Linked DNA regions of Mus musculus: region 2 is linked to region 1. The links are chromatin contacts, called in public HiChIP or PLAC-seq maps. All regions are on one chromosome and are shown on one strand. The core of a region is the stretch at or near the end of the contact, and the rest is flanking DNA. Distances in the headings are between cores, read along the strand shown. Region 1 has its middle 21 kb from the start of Ythdc1. Region 2 holds the start of Utp3 (UTP3 small subunit processome component).

The links. HiChIP or PLAC-seq counts read pairs in DNA pulled down with a chosen protein or histone mark.
Region 2: a FOXA1 HiChIP or PLAC-seq map of pancreatic cancer cells shows a contact between it and region 1. The contact joins the promoter of Utp3 here to the enhancer-like site in region 1. A contact is called at or near these places in 6 of 39 promoter capture datasets (the 3T3-L1 cell line, the HPC-7 cell line, cranial neural crest and 3 more), 1 of 484 Hi-C or Micro-C datasets (CD8 T cells) and 2 of 115 datasets of contacts at active chromatin or transcription factors (pancreatic cancer cells and stem cell-derived neural progenitor cells).

What each region holds. Positions count from the first base shown.
Region 1 is chr5:86,780,693-86,786,176 of GRCm38.p6, forward strand. No RefSeq gene overlaps it. Among named protein-coding and RNA genes, the nearest start is that of Ythdc1, 21 kb to the right of the region's middle. Within about 2 kb of position 2,544, at least 16 of the 459 cell types and tissues checked have an H3K27ac peak or open chromatin away from gene starts, as enhancers often do. A contact at or near this core is called in pancreatic cancer cells, where this site is marked.
Region 2 is chr5:88,550,777-88,556,852 of GRCm38.p6, forward strand. It overlaps Utp3 (UTP3 small subunit processome component), which reads left to right and starts at 3,686. Exons shown (of 1, transcript NM_023054.2): 1 at 3,686-5,314. The coding sequence starts at 3,838. The coding sequence ends at 5,247.

The DNA of each region.
Region 1 (5,484 bases), core at 1,294-3,793:
TTTCACTTCCATCAACAGTGTATGAGGGTTCCGAGTTCTCCACATCCTCACCAGCAACGGTACTTCTGCCATTTTGACTAGGATGAGAGGAAATCTCAAAGTAGTTTGAGTTTCCTGGGCGGCTAAGGATGCTGGGCACTCTTTTTTTTTTTTAATTGGGTATTTATTTCATTTACATTTCCAATGCTATCCCAAAAGTCCCCCACACGCTCCCCCACCCACCCACTCCCACTTCTTGGCCCTGGCATTCCCCTGTACTGAGGCATATAAAGTTTGCACGACCAATGGGCCTCTCTTTCCACTGATGGCCAAATAGGCCATCTTCTGATTCATATGCAGCTAGAGTCACGAGCTCCAGGATGGGAGTGGGGGGATGGGGGGTGGTATTGGTTAGTTCATATTGTTGTTCCACCTATAGGATTGCAGATCCCTTCAGCTCCTTGGGTACTTTCTCTAGCTCCTCCATTGGGGGCCCTGTGATCCATCCAATAGCTGACTGTGAGCATCCACTTCTGTGTTTGCTAGGCCCCGGCATAGTCTCACAAGAGAGAGCTATATCTGGGTCCTTTCGATGCTGGGCACTCTTATCTATTGGATTTCTTTATATGAGAACTCCCGCTCAGTCAGATGCCTCACTGTAATTGGGTTGTGTGTTAACTTGGAGTTTTGTGGTGTTTAGACCCTTGTATACACGAGACACTAATTCTCTGTCAGGTGTATAGCTGGCAAAGAATTTTCACTCTACAGGCTGTTTCTTTAATTGGTTAAAATTTCCTTCTTTTACAATAGAAACATTTGTTAATGTCATGAATTTTTACTTGTTGATTTTTGGTCCTATTTCCTGGCCACCCAAGGCTACCATAGTAAGGCTCTGTCCCAAAAAGGAGACTCTTCTGAGAGTTAAAAATAGCAGAAGATATAGTATCAAAATTATAGTAAATAAGATTAATCGTCCTTATTTGAATCTAATCCAGATGCCACTGTTCGTGCTCCAGATCAACCAGCTCCTATAGACTGATCATCCATCTTTATCTAATTTTCCTGATTATTTGAAATTTCTACAATAAATATTTACTGCTTTTAGTTTAGTTTTCCTCCAAACAAAATATGATTATATCATATACAAATGATTAATCTATTTCAATATTTCAAATATAATAAACATATGAAATACAATAAAAACATAATTTTTTACTTCCCATGAGACTATGGTAATGAAATTTTATTTTTATAGTGTAGTACTAAAAAGCACATGAACGTGAAATTTAAGATACTAACATACTAAAGTCTAAAAACACCACAAAAATGAATCGACAGATTCAAAATTGATCTTTCAACAGTGTGGAAAAATGTTCTGGGCAAGTTGCACACAAATTCACCACCATCAAATGACTTTCTGCCCTGTAGCATCCCATCCTCTGTCAGGTAAGAAAGACAGAGCTAAAAAGGTTTGGGCTAGAAAAAAAGGAAGTTCAGCTTTATCATCATAGCAATGCTATTCAATGACATGTTGGAAAATTAATTTGAGCTAGAAGTTAAGCCAGGTACAGTGACAGATGTTTAATCCCAACACTTGAAAGTCAGTTTATATACATTCAGGAAAAGCCTACCTTCAAATCTTGTTTAGGGAAACATTTTGCCAAAATAAAAAATTAACAGAGAAAAAAAATTTTTTTTCTGGTGACTGGATGAAAAAAAAAAAGAAATACAAAGAAAAGATTATGACAGGTCTGGGGTTTTGGTACCAGATGAATGAAAAGAAAAGAAAAAGAAAGAAAGAAAGAAAGAAAGAAAGAAAGAAAGAAAGAAAGAAAGAAAGAAAGAAAGAAAGAGAAAAATATGAGTGCTTCTAGGTCATGGTGGAGGAGAAAATTTATTGTAGACAAAAGGAAAAGCACAGTCGACATCAGGGACAGTTCAGAGTGGACATGACCCTTGAGCTCTGTAAGGAGAGAGGGAAGATGGAGGGGGAGAGAGCAGAACCAGGTGCTGCAGCCTGGAGGTGCAAAAGAGGAGAGGGTAACCAAAATGTCTGGATTATACAGGGAAGGGCAGCTGGGGGAAGGGCAGCCCAGCCCATGGACTGCAGAAGTTTAGGGTAGGGGGCAGAGTAATCCAGGTAGAAGGGCCCTACAAAGGTAGGGACTGAGGCATTCAGGGAAAACCTGGTGCCTGGGTTTGCTCTAATATGTCATGAAGTCACTCAGCCAGTTTATCCCTGCTTGAAACCTTGCACTGACTAATAATCAAACAAGGACTATGACTTTAGCTTTACTTTCAACTTTTTAAGCAAAAATGCCATGCTCTTCCCTTAACTTACTGTATTATGTTCTTCATGAAGAACTCCAAAGCAAAAGGCAAGCCTGCTCCAGGTGCCCCCAGGCAGTTTTCAGTGCAGAGCTGGGTCACCAAGGCTGTACTAAGGTAAAAGCCTGGATCAACGTGAAGGCAATTGGAGGGGGGGTTGGGAGGGCTGTCTCAAGCCATGAGGCCGCTCCTAGGACTCACATTTCTGTGCGTGTTACCACGCCCAGTGTCAATTTGACTCTTTTTTTCTGTGATCTAGCCAGGGCGTCACATCCTTTGTTAGTAAGTCAGTGAGTTTGATAAAGTCAAAGATAAATTCACTTTGTTTTGTTTCCTGATGTTTTAGATTTGTCCATGTTTCCAATCCACATCAATCAGCTCATAGCTGATTCATCGCAGGCGGAAGCGAGTTATTTACAGGTCTGTAACAATGTCTATGACAGGCAAGTGGCAGTTGCTAACTGATAGGTTATTTTTCTGCCGTTGGTAAAATGAGTCAATTTAAAACAGATTAGATTATATTAAAGGCTGGTTTGTGGGGAGAGTTCACTGGCCAGTCCCAAAGGACCAAGGCCAGAGAAGTCCACATGGGAAGAGGGGAGAGGAGAGAGGGGGAGAAAGGGGAGAGGGGAAGAAGAGGAAGAGGGAGAGTCGAAGGTGGGGACGGGAGAGGAGGAGGAGAAGAAGGGGGAGAGGAAGAAGGAGGTAGGAAGAGAGAGAGAGAGAGAGAGAGAGAGAGAGAGAGAGAGAGAGAGAGAGAGAGAGAGAGAATGAAAATGTCTGGATTATATAGGGAGTAACCTCCTGTGGAAGGGCAACCCAGCCCTGGGCTGGAAACAGGGTATGCCAGATAGGGACTGAGGGATGTTGGGAGAACCTAGAATCCAGGTCTGCTTTAGTATGTAAAATATGCACCCCCCGAGTCTCCTGTCCCAGATCTGAAACAAAACATTAATTTCACAAATAACAAATAAAAGCAAGCCTCCTTCTCCCTCAGTATTGACACTCAGAACAGAGTAATTTAGGGAAAGCCATGCAGGAAAAGCCACTGTTCCACACACTGTGGAATTAAGTCTAATTGCCAAACTTTCCAACCATGCTTTCACGCTGTCTCAAAATTACAACAAAAAGGCAATGTATAAATTAGTAATTGGCCACCCACATGGATTCTCTAGGAATTTGCTTGAACTAATCTCACTTACAGAAGCAGTGAGAATGCGCTGTGTGTGTGTGTGTGTGTGTGTGTGTGTGTGTGTGTGTGTGTGTGTGTGTGTTTATAATTGGGAATTTTAACTCAAAACTTTCCTATATAAAAAACATTCTGGCAATCAAAGTGGCAGGGTCAGGTTTTCACCTTCAAAGCACAGAAACAAATGGTGCAGTCACTAAAAAAAACCCAAAGCCAATAACTAGCATACCCATCATCTTACACATCATTTATTATTTCAGTGTGCTGAGAACATTCTGAATCCTCTGGACTAACCATGTGAAAATAGCCAGTAGGTTTTATTAGTTGCAGTCATCCTACTTTGTAACAACTCACTAAAACCTTCTGCTAACATTGCACAATGCAAACATGAATTAGAAGATTATACTGTACCCTGAAAATATGTGCAAGTATAAATTAAAACCAAAGTGGAAAAACGGGGGGGGGGGGGGGAGTGGTCTTTTGTAAAGCCGTAGGGCCAACTCTGAAAAAAAAAATCAAATTCCTCTTTAACTTTCTTTCATTTGTATTCTCTCTCTCTCTCTCTCTCTCTCTCTCTCTCTCTCTCTGTGTGTGTGTGTGTGTGTGTGTGTGTGTGTGTGTGTGTGTGTGTGTAGAGTCTGGTGGTTGACATTAGATGTCTTCCTCAATAGCTTCTCAACCTTGTTCTGAGACGGGCTCCTCTCATGGTATCTGGAGCTCACTGATTGAGCTATACTGTCCAGACATGGAGCCTAGGACCTATCTTTCTTCTGTCCTCTTTTATGTCCAAGTCCTGGACAAAGAAAAGAGGTGACCACTCTTTGAACAGGCAGTTAAGCCTCCCTCTTTACCTGAGGTGGACATTTTAGAAGTTGCTTGAGTTTTTCTAACCTTTTAGTTCAATTGCTAGTGTGATATGTGACTTACCCATTTCCTGGTAGCCTGGGGTTTCCATGGATCCGTAGCTGGCCTTACTTCATCAGGGAAGGACAGTTACTATGCTGGCAGTTATCACAGATGTAATGACAGTTCTAGATATGTAGACCTGTTATACTTCCAGAGTAAGAGAACTGACTAGAAACAAGATCCCTCTTCTGTTGTTCTTGCTATGATCTAGATATAACGTGGGCCCATACTTAGAAAATCCCTAGATGTCACAAAATTGTACTGCTACATAGTCATTTGCACCTTCACTTAACTGTTGTATCATAAGCAAGCACATAATCTTGCTTTTAGGCTAAACCCGTCCGTATTTAAGTCGAGGAACATTTCAGGGAGGAAAGTTTCCTTTATACTTGCTTGAAAAACCTGAAAGAAAACACTAACTATGAATTGGGGTTACACTAAGGGGTCTTTAGATCTTAGAGCTGTCCTGTTTCACTAATGATATACATGAATGAAACAAAGATGTTTTCTACCATATGAGAAAATCTATGAACAAATTGCTAAGAGTACTAGAGAGGGCTGGGGAGATGGCTCAGTGGCTAAGAGCACTGACTGAGCTTCCAGACGTCCTGAGTTCAATTCCCAGGAAACATACGGTGGCTCACAGCCATCTGTTTCATAGATCTGTTGCCCTTTTCTGGTGTGTCTGAGGACAGATACAGTGTACTTACATATAATAAATAAATACTTTTTTTAAAAAATTAAAAAAAAGAAAACTAGAGAAATAGGCAGAGGCTGATAGAGAGCTTGTGAGTTGTAGCAAGTTAGAAGATAGCTAGAACTACGTTTGTCTCAAAATCAAAAACAAACAAAACACTTAGCTTTAGTAAATAATGAGCTGCCTCCACTGCAGCACACACTGGAGGTAGAGGCAGGTAGATCTCTGTGAGTTCAAATCCAGCCTGGTAAGTTAGAGGACAGCCACTGCTATGTAGAGAGGCCTTGAGGAGAGAGAGGAGAAGGGAGCAGGGGAAGAGAAATAGGAAGGTTTAAGATTTAATCATAGCTCACTGGTGAGAATTAAAATGTTCAACTCACCAGCA
Region 2 (6,076 bases), core at 2,436-4,935, 1.8 Mb after region 1:
TGATATGATAGTATATATAAGTGACCCTAAAAATTCCAACAGAGAACTCCTAAACCTGATAAACAGCTTCGGTGAAGTAGCTGGATATAAAATTAACTCAAACAAGTCAATGGCCTTTCTCTACACAAAGAATAAACAGGCTGAGAAAGAAATTAGGGAAACAACACCCTTCTCAATAGCCACAAATAATATAAAATATCTCGGCGTGACTCTAACGAAGGAAGTGAAAGATCTGTATGATAAAAACTTCAAGTCCCTGAAGAAAGAAATTAAAGAAGATCTCAGAAGATGGAAAGATCTCCCATGCTCATGGATTGGCAGGACCAACATTGTAAAAATGGCTATCTTGCCAAAAGCAATCTACAGATTCAATGCAATCCCCATTAAAATTCCAACTCAATTCTTCAACGAATTAGAAGGAGCAATTTGCAAATTCATCTGGAATAACAAAAAACCGAGGATAGCAAAAACTCTTCTCAAGGATAAAAGAACCTCTGGTGGAATCACCATGCCTGACCTAAAGCTTTACTACAGAGCAATTGTGATAAAAACTGCATGGTACTGGTATAGAGACAGACAAGTGGACCAATGGAATAGAATTGAAGACCCAGAAATGAACCCACACACCTATGGTCACTTGATCTTCGACAAGGGAGCCAAAACCATCCAGTGGAAGAAAGACAGCATTTTCAACAATTGGTGCTGGCACAACTGGTTGTTATCATGTAGAAGAATGCGAATCGATCCATACTTATCTCCTTGTACTAAGGTCAAATCTAAGTGGATCAAGGAACTTCACATAAAATCAGAGACACTGAAACTTATAGAGGAGAAAGTGGGGAAAAGCCTTGAAGATATGGGCACAGGGGAAAAATTCCTGAACAGAACAGCAATGGCTTGTGCTGTAAGATCGAGAATTGACAAATGGGACCTAATGAAACTCCAAAGTTTCTGCAAGGCAAAAGACACTGTCTATAAGACAAAAAGACCACCAACAGACTGGGAAAGGATCTTTACCTATCCTAAATCAGATAGGGGACTAATATCCAACATATATAAAGAACTCAAGAAGGTGGACTTCAGAAAATCAAATAACCCCCTTAAAAAATGGGGCTCAGAACTGAACAAAGAATTCTCACCTGAGGAATACCGAATGGCAGAGAAGCACCTGAAAAAATGTTCAACATCCTTAATCATCAGGGAAATGCAAATCAAAACAACCCTGAGATTCCACCTCACACCAGTGAGAATGGCTAAGATCAAAAATTCAGGTGACAGCAGATGCTGGCGAGGATGTGGAGAAAGAGGAACACTCCTCCATTGTTGGTGGGATTGCAGGCTTGTACAACCACTCTGGAAATCAGTCTGGCGGTTCCTCAGAAAATTGGACATAGTACTACCGGAGGATCCAGCAATACCTCTCCTGGGCATATATCCAGAAGAAGCCCCAACTGGTAAGAAGGACACATGCTCCACTATGTTCATAGCAGCCTTATTTATAATAGCCAGAAACTGGAAAGAACCCAGATGCCCCTCAACAGAGGAATGGATACAGAAAATGTGGTACATCTACACAATGGAGTACTACTCAGCTATTAAAAAGAATGAATTTATGAAATTCCTAGCCAAATGGATGGACCTGGAGAGCATCATCCTGAGTGAGGTAACACAATCACAAAGGAACTCACACAATATGTACTCACTGATAAGTGGATACTAGCCCAAAACCTAGGATACCCACGATATAAGATACAATTTCCTAAACACATGAAACTCAAGAAAAATGAAGACTGAAGTGTGGACACTATGCCCCTCCTTAGAAGTGGGAACAAAACACCCATGGAAGGAGTTACAGAAACAAAGTTTGGAGCTGAGATGAAAGGATGGACCATGTAGAGACTGCCATATCCAGGGATCCACCCCATAATCAGCATCCAAACGCTGACACCATTGCATATACTAGCAAGATTTTATCGAAAGGACCCAGATGTAGCTGTCTCTTGTGAGACTATGCCGGGGCCTAGCAAACACAGAAGTGGATGCTCACAGTCAGCTAATGGATGGTTCACAGGGCTCCCAATGGAGGAGCTAGAGAAAGTACCCAAGGAGCTAAAGGGATCTTCAACCCTATAGGTGGAACAACATTATGAACTAACCAGTACCCCTGAGCTCTTGACTCTAGCTGCATATGTATCAAAAGATGGCCTAGTCGGCCATCACTGGAAAGAGAGGCCCATTGGACACGCAGACTTTGTGTGCCCCGGTACAGGGGAACGCCAGGGCCAAAGGGGGGGAGTGGGTGGGTAGGGGAGTGGGGGTGGGTGGGTAAGGGGGACTTTTGGTATAGCATTGGAAATGTAAATGAGCTAAATACCTAATAAAAAATGGAAAAAAAAAAAAAAGAAAAAAAAGACAAGACCCCATGTGGTATGCATAATCACGACTTTGTATATCCTTTTAAATAAGGAAGCTGACATAAAAGGTCATACATTTGAGATAGCTTAGGTGGTAGCCCTGTCTACTAAGCTTGACACCAGTTCGATTCTCTTAGACCCATATGTCACTTCTCCCATTTGACTGAGTTTTCTGTTTGGTGTACCCGTGCGCCCTCCTAAACCACAAGGTCTCCTATTTTGGCCTTTATCTCTTTTCCTTTTCCTCTTCTTCCTCTTCCCTCCTCTTTCCTCCTCCCCACTTCTTCTCCCCTTCTCCCTCTCTCCCCTCTCCCTCTTCTTTCTCTTCTCCTCCCCTCCCTTGTTAAATCTATTTTGCTCATTTCCTTCCTTCATTCTCCTCTCTCCTCTCCCCTCCCTCCCTTGTTAAATCTATTTTGCTCATTTCCTTCCTTTATTCTCCCCTCCCCTCCCCCCCCCCATCTCTGCCTAAAACGCTGCCACGGAAGTTTGGTGCTTGATCAATGTTGAAGAACACAACAATGAATAATCATTAAATGTTGCAACCCAATTCTATACATAGGAGGCTGTCCGCGGCTGACAGCCTCACAGTTTTCCAGAACGTCTAGAAAAGCGAAGCTATTCCAGTAGAAGGACACCGCGCGTCTTTTACTCTTCCCGGTTACATCGTCCCCAAAAAACCCCGAAGTCCTCTCTCGGGTCGCCTAAAAGCAGAGACTCGCCGCGCGGGGCCCGGAAACGCGGCGCCTACGGTAGCAACTCCCAGGCAAAAACAGAGAAAAGCACCAATCCGGGAGGCTGAGGCTGACAACATGGCGAGTCCCGGCTTCAGAAGTCAAGACAGACAAAAAACAAAACTAAACAAAACACAAACAAAACCCTGACTAACTTCCACTCTGGCAAACGGAGAACACGAAACCGTGAGCTGGGCAACTATCTAGCGTGGCCCAGTGGGCGCCCTGCCGACGCGTGGGAACGTAGATGCCCCGCGCCCTCTGTCGGCCGCGGGCTGTCTCGCGGCGTCCCTGGCGGGATTCCGGCTTCACGCCGGAAGTCACCAGAGAGAGAGAGAGCTCGGAAGTAGCCACAAAAGGATCCGCGGAACGGAAATATCCTTGGCCTAGCGTTCCTACCCGGAAGTTTTCATTCGCCGGAACCGACTGGTTTTTAAAAAGACACGGCGGCGGGATTACGCTGGGGGGGGGGGGGGGAGCGGAAGTTTAGGCGCGCGCGCTGCGCGGAGAGCACCCTGGGAGCGGAAGGAAACAGGCCTTTCCCAGACTCTCTGCTCCGGTGGTCACCGACTTGGGTTCGCGGAGCGTGCTGGTGCTGAAAGCCTCCGCTTGCCGGCATCATTCTGGGCGGAGGTCAGAAGTGGCGGAAATCGCGGCGTCGCTTGGGAACCCGGGACCGCTGGTGAGCCATGGTGAAGAAATCACGGCGGCGTGGAGCGGCTCAGTGGGCCGCCGTGCGGGCCCAGGCAGGTCTCACCGCCACGGACGAAAATGAGGACGACTTGGGGTTGCCGCCCTCTCCAGGGGACTCCAGCTACTACCAAGACCAGGTAGATGAGTTCCATGAAGCGCGATCTCGGGCAGTCCTGGCCAAGGGCTGGAACGAAGTCGAGAGTGGGGAGGAGGATGGCGATGAGGAGGAAGAGGTGCTACCTCTAGATATTGATGATGGAGATGACGAAGATGGAGAGAGTTCGGAGGAGGAGGAGGTTGGAGAGGATGATGACGGCGGAAGCTCCGTGCAGAGTGAGGCTGAGGCCTCTGTGGACCCTAGCTTGTCCTGGGGTCAGAGAAAAAAGCTTTATTACGATACGGACTATGGTTCCAAATCCCGAGGCCGTCAGAGTCAGCAAGAAGTAGAAGAGGAGGAAAGAGAAGAAGAGGAGGAGGCACAGATAATTCAGCGGCGCTTGGCCCAAGCCCTGCAAGAGGATGATTTTGGAGTCGCTTGGGTGGAGGCCTTTGCAAAGCCGGTGCCCCAGGTAGACGAAGCTGAGACAAGGGTTGTGAAGGATTTGGCTAAAGTCTCGGTAAAAGAGAAGCTGAAAATGTTGAAGAAAGAATCACCAGAGCTCTTAGAGCTCATAGAAGACCTCCAAGCCAAGTTGACAGAGGTGAAGGATGAGTTAGAACCCTTGTTACAGTTGGTGGAGAAAGGGGTCATTCCAACTGGAAGAGGAAGCGAATACCTGAAGACTAAGTATAATCTCTACTTGAACTATTGCGCCAACATTAGCTTTTATTTGATCTTAAAAGCCCGGAGAGTCCCTGCACATGGACATCCTGTTATAGAAAGGCTTGTTACCTACAGAAATCTGATCAACAAGCTGTCGGTTGTGGATCAGAAACTGTCCTCTGAAATCCGTCACCTCCTCACAGCCAAGGATGGTGCTGTAAAGAAAGAAATGACTCCAAAAGCAAAATTAACCAAAACCAAGCCCAAGTCTGTAAAGCAGGCTGCTGCTGTTGCCCTGACTGATGAGCCTGATTTTGATGGGGCTGCTCTCAAGTACTATAAGGAAATGGAAGACAGGCAAGAGTTGAAGAGAAAGAAGGAAGAAAACAGTGCTGAAGAACAGGCTCTCGAAGAACAAAATGCAAAGAGAGCCATTACCTACCAGATTGCTAAAAATAGGGGACTTACACCCAGGAGAAAGAAGATTGATAGAAATCCCAGAGTGAAACATAGGGAAAAGTTCAGAAAAGCCAAAATCCGACGACGAGGCCAGGTTCGTGAAGTTCGCAGAGAAGAACAGCGGTACAGTGGTGAACTCTCTGGCATTCGTGCTGGAGTTAAGAAGAGCATTAAGCTTAAGTAAAGTTGCTCTTTGGCCTAGCTTTTGGCAATTATTTTAGGTCAATAAAAAGTGTTTTGAAGTAAAGTGATTGTGTTTGTAATACCTATTTTTTTTTCTTTAAGTTTAAAATTTGTTGTCAGCAGGGAATTAGGGGTTGCTGCTTTGGGCTTTGTTGGTTGGTCTTTTGTACTGGGTGCTGAGAACTTGAACCTGGAGCCTGTGCATAACTAACCAAGCACTCATACAAGTGAGCTGTCTCCAGCCCGGGGTTGCTACTTTATTCATCCATTAAAGTCCTACTAAGAATTGTAATTGGAGGGTAAAAAAACTGTGTAATATTTTAGCACATTAGCCTAGAAAGTTTCCCCACCTAGTTGTGCAGTGTTAATGAAATTAACACTTTAACACTTTTATATAAGTTTTCATGTGGAGACAATGAAAACCTTTGACAGTCATGGGGGGGGGGTTGTTTGTTTCTTTTTTGTAAGATAGCCTGCAAAAGTGATCTAACAGATTTCAATTATAATTGTAATTCTTGGGACAGAATATTTGTACATATGCATTTACCGTGCATCTGTGGTAAAAAGCAGCTTTGGTTAAATGTGACAGAAAGGATAATTGCACCAATTGTATTTTTTTAATAATCCTTTTTATGGTAACTAAGGTAGAAATTCCATATCCCCTCTGCTGGTGATTGGTGGTGGTTGCTATTTGATTCTCAGTTTGCTGGGAATTTTAAGGTTAAACTTGCTCTAAGCAATTGTCTACTCTCTGTACAAAGATGATGTGGTTGTAATAGTCACGGATAAAGACGCTACAATTCTAAGTTGAGCTGATTTGGTGGGTTGGG